Regions from separate parts of the Ovis aries genome. Here region 2 is linked to region 1. A link is a contact called in public Hi-C data. All regions are on one chromosome and are shown on one strand. Each heading gives the region's core, a stretch centred on a gene start, on an enhancer-like site or on the middle of the called end of the contact. The rest is flanking DNA. Distances are from core to core; before and after follow the strand shown. Region 1 has its middle 75 kb from the start of ASF1A. Region 2 overlaps CEP85L (centrosomal protein 85 like).

Region 1 (5,562 bases), core at 1,704-4,203:
TGGGTTTCTTTGTCCATGGCGATTCTCCAGGCATGAACACTGGAGTGGGTTGTCATGCCCTCCTCCAGGGAATCTTTCCAACCCAGGGATCAAACCCAGGTGTCCGTCATTGCAGGTAGATTCTTTACCATCTGAGCCACCGGGGAAGCCCAAGAATACTGAAGTGGGTAGCCTATCCCTTCTCCAGGGGATCTTTCCAGCCCAGGAATAGAATCAGGGTCTCCTTCATTGCAGGTGGATTCTTTACCAGCTGAGCTACCAGGGAAGCCCTCAGTATAGGTAATATCCATACAGATAATTTCTGTCTTATTGGGTAGTTGCGCCAAGCAAATGAGATTATCCGTAGAAAAAATGTAGCATGGTACCTGGCACATAGCAAGTGCTCAAATGCATGTTAGCTGTTATTATAGGAAGCACCACACACAATAAATTATTTCTGGTTCTCTTAACTAGGTTGCAGATTAACAGGAGGCAGTTGTGCTAGCTACGCCCAAAGGCAGGCTCTTTTCTGACAAAGTATTTCTTTCTCTTTTCCTTCTTTTCTCCTTTCAAGAATGTTCTGGTACACATTAGCAAAACGCCTTAGGGAAAGGGAGCCAGAAAGGCTTTAAGTGTATTTCCTTCACAAGGAAATCCATGTGCTTTCAGAAGAAGCTAGGTCTCAGAAAGGGGCCAGTTAGAGTAAGTGCCCAAGACTGTAAATAAAGCACCAAAGAAGAGATCCTGTGCGTCTGAATTTAAGAGGGTTCATTAACACTGTTTTTCTTTACGTGCTTTTTAAGAAAGTAGGAATTGTGGTTGGTTGAGAGATTGAATTTTATTTAAGAAGGAACTGTTGTAGGTGTCTCAAACACTAGAACTACGTTCCTTTGAAAGGTAATTTTAGCTTTGGAAAAATGTTCGGAGTTCAGATGATTAGCATGAAGTTTTAGGTTGAGATTGTAACCTGGCCACACCACTGATTCCAGGCAGACGCCCACACCTCCCAGCCTTGCCTGGGCCTCTCTGGGGTCTCAGGAGATTCAGCGACTTCCTTGCTTTGGGGGAGTGTCCCCCTCACTCAGCAAACACATCTAGGACCGAGCATCATCTCTCCTGACTGTGTGCAGCTGCGATTCACATCACAGGCCGATCCTGACGTTCATTCTGTGTTAGGAAAAGATGGACAGAGTTATGATTTTCACTATAATGGCTTCTGCAGAGTTTTGCCATTTTGTAACTCCCCCTCTTTTCCTTTTTGTAAAATGGCTTTCTCATCCCCAGACCTACTAAATGAATATGCTTATAATAGTGATAATTCATGGTTACCAGGGACTGTTGGGGAACCGGGGAGGGGGTCGTTATTGTTCAGTGGTACAGAGATGAAAAAGTTCTGGAGATGGGTAGTAATGATGTTTACACAACACTGTGTATATACTTATTGCCAGTGAATCCTGAACTTAAAAATGGTTAAAGCAGCAAATTTTCTGTAATGTATGTTTTTTTTTTTTCCCACAATAAAGTGCTATTTCAGCATCCCGGTTTCATCAATTTATAGAGACACAAGATTTTCTAGGCAGAGAATAGCAGGTGGCTTGGGTTTTAATGGGCTCCCATTTGGGGATGGAAGCTCACGATAAAAATGTTGCCTTATTCAGGTGGGTGGCGACCCTACTGAGGTGACCAGAATACTATGCCCCCTCATTAGCATATGAATTCATTGCACAGATTTAGATGCTTTGAAAGTACTTGAAGATTTGCCATTTTTTGAAATTCTAAGCACCCTCCTTTCAATGTCATCACTTAAAGGCAGGATTTTCAGGACTAGCTTAGCTGTCAAGAGAAGGATAAGCATAAAAGACACAACTTCCCATTTGTGGTGAGTCAGTTCTCAACCTCTGGTTCCAGTTAATGAAAGGTTTTGACTGGCTCTGGTCTAATCCTGGTTCCATAACTGCAGTCCAGGTTCTGGGGAGCACGTGGTTCGTAGTGGGCACAGGGCACAGCACCACCAAACATATGGCTCCAGTGATTTTGACACCTGCCAGGGCTGGTGCTCAGGACAAGCATCACGTTCCCCTGAAGATTGTCCCAGGAGCTCCCATCCTGGCTGTTGATCGGCCCCTGTCCATTCATCCATCCATCCCGATAGCTGGAGATACGTCACAAAAAAATTAATTCTCAAAGATATATTCAGTTTTCATATTGAATTATTATCCAGTTAAGTCTAGCTACATAGATAATGTACTTGGGTAACAATCTGAAAACATGTTTCCAGTTCCCTTCCCTCAATCAATTTAGTTCTCTAAAAATGCAAAAGATTAACACAATCACCTTAATGTCATGATTAATTGGATATCTGTCATGCTGGATTGTCATAACTTAATGTTTCACCAGCTTCCCTAACCAAGTCTCTTTAGTAGTTTCCCTTTTTATTCTATTAAAGAAAAAAATATTGGTCTGAGAAGCCTGAAAAAAAAAATCTTAAATGTGCACAAAAAACATTTCCTAGCTTTTATTCTCCATTGCTATTTGCAATTTCCCAGAGAGGGAAAATACTGTAAGAAAAATTCTACGCGGAGAGATTGCACTCAGGTCACAATTCACACTCTCTTTCCTAAGATGCCCAATTGTGACAAGCAAAAGCCAATTTAAAGATCTTTGGGGCACCCTCTGGTGGCTGAGCTGGAAAAGGAAATAGCAACCCACTCCAGTATTCTTGCCTGGAGAATTCCAGGGACAGAGGAGCCTGGGGCGGGCTTCAGTCGATGGGGTCGCAAAAGCTGGACACGACTGAGCAACTAACACACTGGTGGCTGAGCAGAGTCACGAGTTTGGCGTCAAGACCCAGAAGGCCAGTGATCTCTGAGGCTTTTTTAAATGGCCATCACTAAATTTTCCATTCATCGTTGCAACTGTATCCAGATCAGGAAAGCAGGAGGGAGTGGAAAGAATTTGGAGTCACGAGACTTGGACCTGAATCAGAGCTCTGTCATTTACCAGTTAAGTGAACCCATGTCTGGCCAGCAAATTTCCACAGAGCTGAGGCTGAATCTGGAATTTCTCATCGGAGATAAGAGGCGATGTCAAAACTAAAGGCACATATGATTTAATTTCTGTCCAGAAAAGGCAATTGCATAGAGACAAAATGTAGGTTAGTGGTTGCCTGGAGTTGGGATAGGAAAGGGGATTAATTGTAAACAGGCACGAAAGATCTCAGTGAGGTCAGGAAAATGTCCTAAAACTGTATTGTGGTGATGGTAGCCCAAGACAGTAAGCTTACTAAAAATCATTGTAATGTACATTGAAAATGAGGGAACTTCGTGATCTGTAAATTATGCCTCAATAAAGGTGTTTTTAGAAACAACAGGAAGGGGCTTCCCTGGTGGTTCAGTGGTAAAGAATCCACCTGGCAATGTGGGAGACACGGCTTTGATCCCTGTAGCGGGAACTTATCACATGCCGCAGGGCAATTAGGCCCGTGTGCCACAGCTATCGAGCCTGTGCCCTGGAGCCAGGGAGCTGCAACCACTAAAGCTGGCTGCCCTTGAGCTTGTGTTCTGCAACAAGAAGAGAAGCCACCGTACTGAGAAGCCCACGCATCGCAACCAGAGAAAAGCCCTGGTTTGCTGCAACTAGAGAAGAGCCTGCGCAGCAAGACCAAGCACAGCCAAAAATTAATTCATTCATTTAATTAAAAAAAATGGGGAGGGTGGGGAAATAGAGTGGATAACTCAGAAATCCAGGTAGAGCTAGGAAGCTTGTACCTGGGTAGGAGGACATGGGTCAGCAGGAAAAACGCCTAAGTTTGGAACATGATTGTGTCCACTTTCCATTGTGCATGGCTCTGCCCAGTTGCATTGCCTGAGGTTCGCAGGCTGGAGGAGGAAATGTCACTGCTTCCCAGCTCAGCCGCGTATTGTAGGTAGAGGCAGGGCTTCTAAGGACCTCACGCAGAAAGTCTGGCCATTCAGGAGCACTTCCGAAGGAAGGAAGACCATTAAAGCAGACATCCTGATGCAGCTGCATCAAAGTGACCATTATGAAAGGTAAAATCTGTGTGTCCTTCATGACTTTTCTCCATAAAAGGTAATCCGGCGTGGTTGGGGAGTAAGATTAGACGAAGGAGGGGGCTGGGAGAGAATGTCTGTTTTTCACATTATTTACTAATAGAAACCTTGAAAGTGTGAGGATTTCCAGAAGTGTCAGGAGAACACCTGTCAAGTTGGGTAGAAGGAAACTTCTTAGGATTTCTAAGAGAGAGGATAAATGAATTTGGTTAGTTTAGCTTTAAAAAAAAAAAAAGAACAGAAAGAAAAAGAAAGGAAAAATAAGACACAGATAGATATTAGTAAATAGCATTGTGTCATATATATCAAACAGGCCTACTACCCTCAGTATAACAGACACAAACCAGAGAAAAACGGGCAAAGCATCCGTACAGGTAAATCATAAAAGGAAAAAATAATTGAAGAAATACGATGTCAACATAAGAAACATCATTTAACCTGGCTGCTAATTAATAAATGTTACTAAGAAAACAAGTTTTTTTTTTTTCACCTATGAAATTGGCACAAAGATTGATGCCGATTATCCTTAGTGCTCAGGTAAATTGTTACAACTTTCTGGCGGTTAATCTGGCACTACACTCAAAATGTAAATATGGATATCTTCTGGCCCAGCAATTTCACTTTTGAGATTACTATGTGCTAATAATTATGCTAATAATTAATTTCACATGTGTGGAAAGATATATACACATTAGGATGTTCATGACTGAGTTAATTATAAAGGCAAAAAATATAGAAAAGGTGTTCTCAAACACCCTTCAACAGGAATTTGATTAGTATTGTACACCTGTTTGATACAATATCTGCACTAATTAAAAATGGACGTAATCCATTACATATTTGGGTCACAGGGAAATGTTTACAGTATGTTGCTAAGTAAAAAATGCCAGCATCATAACAGTGTAGAAGATATGACTCCATTTTTGTTTACAATAATACTGTGTCTCCCTGTGTGATGGACTGAAGGTGCACTGCCCAGATGCCTCTTCTAAAAAGGACGTGTTGCTGTCAGCCTGTTCCGGAACTGCCCAGCTGCAGGGCTACTTCTCCCCATGTCCCAGCCTCCTGAGCAGAGAGGCAGGGGCCTAAGGTTGGCCATTTCAACTCAATAGTGAGCATCACTGATGGGTTATTTTTCATCTCAGAGCTCCCAGTCAGATCTGCCAAGGTTGCAACATAGCTCGAGTTCTCTCTCTACCTGATTCTGCTTTCATCCCTTTCTTCCCATGGGTGTTGACCCCAAGACAGTTCTTGAGAAATATCCTGCACAATAAACTCCATCTCAGCATCTGCTTCCCAGAAAACCCAAACCAGTGATTTTCATACTGTCCAGTGAAAAAATTCTGGAAAAGATTTTCATCAAGTCTTTTGTTTCGGATGGGTTGTATGCCATAATTTTTGGCACTGATTCTTTAAAAATGAATATTTTTGTTTTCTTTTCATCAGTTCAGTTCAGTTCAGTCACTCAGTCATGTCCAACTCTTTGCGACACCATGAATTGCAGCATGCCAGG
Region 2 (5,562 bases), core at 1,511-4,010, 160 kb before region 1:
CAATTTATCAATGGGATAATTATTATTAAGGCTCTTCCCTTTATACAAAAATTAGACTAAAAAGAAGTCAATGTTTTAAAGAGACCTAAGAAACAAGAAAGATGAGAACTTTAAAAGAAAGATGTTTGGAAGCTCCAAGGAGAAGGTATTTAAGAATTTTTTTCTATAGTAGACCAGGAGAATTAGAAGAGAAATCGTCAAACATTTCAATTAAAGTATCTAGGTTTTCTTTACCTGGTTTCACCTTTCTACTATGAAATTTAAAAGCACTATAAACAGACCATCCCAAAGAAGGTTAATCAAAAAGTAGGACTCTCCAAGCACATGCAAATTTTGTGCCTTTTCACTTTCTTCATCTACCATGGGCCAAGAATATTTAAAAATAAGTTTGCTCCACAAAGCACCTCCAAGCTCCCTACCCTTTCTCTGCACTGCTTCAAGGCTGAGGAAAACTTTGATTACCGAAGAGGATCCTCCCAACAGAATGGAAGGAGTGAAATCAGTACTTATTGTCTGAAATTCACTCAATCTTCTCAGTTCTCTCTCTATGGCACCTACTTCAAGTTGGCGCAAAACATTCAGTCCCTTCCCCCAACCATCTTAGGTTATTCCAGTTCTGTGTAAAGACACCAGCTGGAGAAACAACTACCCAGTCCCTGTTTCCCTGTAACCACAAGCACTTGAGAACTAAAATATGACAGTATTTGATAAATTAGGTTTCCTATCTTTCAACTGCTTGAATAGATAAATCACAATAAATCTGGTTAAACCGCTCTGTTATGATTTGTTATTCACACATCATGATACATCTGTTTGGTTATGCAGTCTAAATATATATAATCAAGATGATAAGAACTATGTTCAAAATAAGAGTAAAGAAAGCACAGAGGAGGTGTTAAGGGCTCTCCTGTGAATGGAGCACGTTAGGTTATGTGTATGTTTTGGGGCTGCGCTCAGATTCGTGACATTACTAGATAAGTGATTTCCTTATTCTTTCATAGAATATATTCCTTTAATCTTCATTATTTTTTATTAGTAATTTTAAGTTTTTACCCCAGGGAAATTTTGCAATTTTCGATGAAATCACTTTGTTTCAGAAAACTCTGGTAATAAAAAAATGGATGACATAATTTATGAAAAATTCTATAGACAATTGGTTTCCCAGTTAAAATGAGCTGCAGACAATTACCTTGGAACAGAAGACATTTTCAGATCAAGAAATTTACACATTTACACATGACATTAGGAAGTACACACTTTTCTTTTTATGCAATATTATCATACAGTAGTTTCCTTAAGTGAAGTGAAGTGAAGTTGCTCAGTCATGTCCGACTCTTTGCGACCCCATGGACTGCAGCCTCCCAGGCTCCTCCGTCCATGGAATTTTCCAGGCAAGAGTTCTCGAGTGGGTTGCCATTTCCTTCTCCAAAAATGATTAATAAATCTTGAAACCCTATTTTTTTTAAAGTGCATCTGTTTTATAAACCTGAATACATACCAACCACTGCCAAAGCTTTATCAATGACTTTATTTCCACCTCCGCATTTTACAGGTGGCAGAAGCCGTGAAGAAACATATATACGGCAAACAACTGAGAAGGTACTCAACACCACTAATCATCAGGCAAAGTCAAATCAAAATCACAGTGAGCTATCACCTCATACTTATTAGAATGGCTATTATCAGAAAGACAGGAAACGACAAGTGCTGGTAAGAATGCGGAGAAAAAAGAAACCTCATACATGCTGGTGGGGAAGTAAACTGGCACACCCACTATGGAAAAGAGTACGGAGGTTCCTCGAAAAAATTAGAAAGAGAGCTACCCTATGATCTACTAACTCCACTCCTGGGTATTTATCTGAAGAAAAAGAAAATACAAACTTAAAAAGATGTATATGCAACCTTATGTTCACACACACACACACACACGAATATTCGCATAAAATGAAGGAAATCTTGCCATTTGCGGCAACATGCATGGATCCTGACAGCATTATGCCAAGTGAAACTAGTCACACAGAGAAAGACAAATTATGCTTTTTAAAAAAGCAAACAAAAAAATTACACTCATATAAAGAGAGCAGACTGATGGTTGCCAGTGCACAGGCTGGAGGGTGAGTAAAACGGATGAAGGCGCTCAAAAGGTACAAACCCTCAGTTATAAATAGATCACAGGGATATAGCGTACGGCATAGTGACTACAGCTAATAATACTGTATTGCATATTTGAAAGTTACTAAGAGTAGATCTTATTACAAGGGAAAAAACTCTGTAGCTAAGTATGGTGATGGATGTTAACTGGATTTATTGTGGTCATCGTTTTATAACATACACATATATCGAATCATTATGTTACATAGCTGAAACTAATATGTTATATGTCAACGATATCTCAATTTAGGGGGGAAAAAAAGGAAAGAAAGAAAAACTCAGGCCCAGAGATATTAAGTATTAAGTGACAGAGAATCATCCAGATTCTGAATCTGATAAAAACAGAAACAAAATCCAAGTCTTCATTCAAGTTACTGTTCTTTCTATTATATCATGCCAGCTCCTTTGTTTCTGTTTCAATTTTCTTTAGATTGAATATTTTTTGCTGTGTTTATAAATATCCTGATGCTGGGGAAGACTGAAGGCAAAAGAAGCAGCGGGTGGCAGAGAATGAGATGGTTAGATAGCATCACTGACTCAATGGACATGAATCTGAGCAAACTCTGGGAGATAGTGAAGAATAGGGAGCCTGGCATGCTACAGTCCGTAGTCGCAAAGAGTCGGACACGACTGAACAAAAGCAAAACAAATGAGAAGAAGAAGAACAAGTCAGGTACAAAGTTTCAAGTTTTCCATGTTAATAAGTCTCAAATATTTTTAAAGTTTTATCAACACAATATTCTGGAGTTTTGTAACATTTATGCTTATTACTGTGCAGGGGAAAGGGAAAGTAAAGCACTCTGTGCTTACGGACACACTGTCGAATGCTGACTTCAAGCGTGCTAGTACTCAGAGCATCCACTGGAGGGAGGCAAACACTAGGTTCTGAGCCTTACCTGCATTGGTGTTTCCCTTTCTTGCTGAAACTCTTCAATTTGCTGCTGCTGCCAAGGAGCTAAACTGTAAGAGTCCTCTGTAGTTCTACCTTCCAAGGGGTTTGTCCGCAACTGCTCAGTGAGCCACATCTGCGTCCTCACAGAAGGCTGAATGGGAACTCCACCTACTGCCTGCTGACCAAGCATTAAATATTTCGGAGATTCAAAAGCCTCTGAGCTTGTCATAATAGGCTTGCTTTCAGGTAAGGCACTGTATGTCATGTCTAAGGCCTGTCTCCTGAGAGTGGAGGAAGAAGCTCTAAAGTCCTCTTTGCTACAGCTCTCATATTTGTATCTGCTGTCCAGAGTTGATGGTCGTTTTTTATTTATTTCCTTATCCTCTAGCTTAAGCATCTCCATACTGTCATGTAAACAGCTAGGTCCAATGGTCCTTAATTGTGCTGTTAATGCCTTGTCTCTCCCTGTCTTTTCCAAACCTCTCCTTGATTCTTCTGTGTGCACCATGCCACCCTGGCTACAGTTCTCTGGGACGGTGAGTTTGGATAAAGATGACCATTTCCGGAGGGGCCGGAAGTCCTTCATGTCCAGTGAAGAGTCCTGCTCCCCCCTACTATGATTTCCCAATGCTTGCATGAGGCTCATACTCCATTTTGAGCCACCTGATGTCAGTGACTCCCTATGTTTGGAAGCTGAAGCACTGGAGTTAGACGGCATGACATGAGCAGTAGGAAGAGTGACCAGTGGCCGACTAGGCTTAAAAGGTAACGTGCCACTTGAAGCTGAATGATCTGGAAAGAAAAAAGAATGCCAAATTAGTTGTGATTAACAGACAAAAAACAAAAAAGAGGCAAAATGTAAAATGCCAAAATCAAAAATCTGAACATGGTTTCCCAGCACAAGTTTTTCAAAAGCACTTCATCAATAGGAGAGACTTACTACTTATTACCGTTACTATTAATATTAGTCATCTGAAACAAATCACACCTTTCATACATTTTCTAAAAATGGATATATAACAAAATATATGTTCATTTGCAATCTACTTACAGATGAAAATGACTAGAAAACAGGTATATATTCATGCTATTTAACCCAAGTACTATGCCTTAAAAGAAAAATCCATCTCCCCATTGAAAGGTTTTATTCATGATAAATCACTGAAGCCTCAGACACAACTTCTAACTTTACTTTAAAAATGGTATCTCTTAGTGTCTTTCCTCAACTGTGGAAATCCAGGCCCAACCTGAACACTGTGGTACCTCTCCACACTCGAAATCAAATCAGAAATATGGGTAAAGGCGCTCCTCCAGTAATGGACAATAATCAGGGAGGGGTCTAGCAATATATTTGCAAATGGAGAGTAGTTTCTATATTCTCAGTCTCCTTTAATGGCGTCCTCAATGGTCTATTTTCCCAAGCTAGAACACCTGAAGTCTACTTTGATTCCTATCTTTCTCTGAACATTCACTAAATTCCCAGGTTGTACATTTTTACTTCCAAAATGACTGCATAGCTATTGCCGAAAATCAGACCTTCACATAATACTATCCCAAACATAGGAACAGCTATAGTAGGCAATATGGAAGCCCAAAGGATAAATAAGGGCCTCTACACTCAATGGACTTACTATCAAATGCCAAACCACCATCAAATACGCCTAACTAAAATCAAAGATTATCATTTTATCACATGATATACAGAAAGGTGATAGCAATTTGAAGTGTGGGGGTGGGTGGTGAAATGTAACTTTTACAGTTTGTTCTCTGTCTTTCCATTATGTTTGACTCAGTATATATTTAAATAAAACTTGCGAGTTTTGATATTGTTTTAAATAAATAAACAGGAAAAGAAATGCTGAGGAAATCATAAGAAGATGCAGATGAGAAAGAGCCAAGCAAACTATTTAAAAAACATAATTCCAAGAAGTTTCTGCACAGAATTTATTCACCTGGAGATGGAAGGAGGAAAATATTACAGATGAAAGACTACAATAAAAAGTATCACAAAATTTCACTGTAACTTACCATATTACAGGTTCCCACCAGCTTCTACAATACCCTTTCATACTCAAGAAAATTCCCATATTATAAAGCCAACCTTCCAAAATAAATTTTAGACCTTAAATTCCCAACATACCCTGCAACTACGATAGACACGCAGAAGCACCTGCAGAGATTTCGGTTTGGAAGCGAGTCACGCGAGAAAACGGGCTCTCTGTGGAGCTGCCATTTCTGGCAACAGCAGACACATCAGCCTCCCAGCGGCAACAGGAGAGGCGGCCAAACCAAGGGCCGGCAGAGACGGGGCAGCAGCCGGGCGGCATCGGTTGGTTCCTCCAGTGGGGCAGGAGAATGCCTGTTCCCAGAGGCGCCTGAGGCGTACTACCTGGAAGCTTGACCCTAAGCCTGGTTCTCCAACACTCCTCAGAAATGTTGAGTTAACGAAACATCCTTAAATAAATTCCTCCTGTTCTCAATCATCCAGTCAGTTTCTTCTGCTGATTAAGAACACTAAC

What was found. Hi-C and Micro-C count contacts between places; a contact is called where the count stands out from the background.
Region 2: a Hi-C map of hypothalamus shows a contact between it and region 1, with 7 times the contacts expected there. The contact joins two enhancer-like sites. A contact is called at or near these places in 7 of 16 Hi-C or Micro-C datasets (hypothalamus, liver, mixed tissues and 3 more).

Annotation. Positions count from the first base shown.
Region 1 is chr8:19,479,587-19,485,148 of ARS-UI_Ramb_v3.0, reverse strand. No RefSeq gene overlaps it. Among named protein-coding and RNA genes, the nearest start is that of ASF1A, 75 kb to the right of the region's middle. Within about 2 kb of position 2,953, at least 4 of the 54 cell types and tissues checked have an H3K27ac peak or open chromatin away from gene starts, as enhancers often do.
Region 2 is chr8:19,640,614-19,646,175 of ARS-UI_Ramb_v3.0, reverse strand. CEP85L (centrosomal protein 85 like) reads right to left here. Exons shown (of 12, transcript XM_027972343.3): 3 at 3,048-3,835. It overlaps PLN (phospholamban), which reads left to right. Exons shown (of 6, transcript XR_009601603.1): 2 at 1-1,599; 3 at 2,582-2,824; 4 at 2,930-3,289; 5 at 3,568-3,808; 6 at 4,891-5,562. Among named protein-coding and RNA genes, the nearest start is that of PLN, 15 kb to the left of the region's middle. Within about 2 kb of position 2,760, at least 7 of the 54 cell types and tissues checked have an H3K27ac peak or open chromatin away from gene starts, as enhancers often do.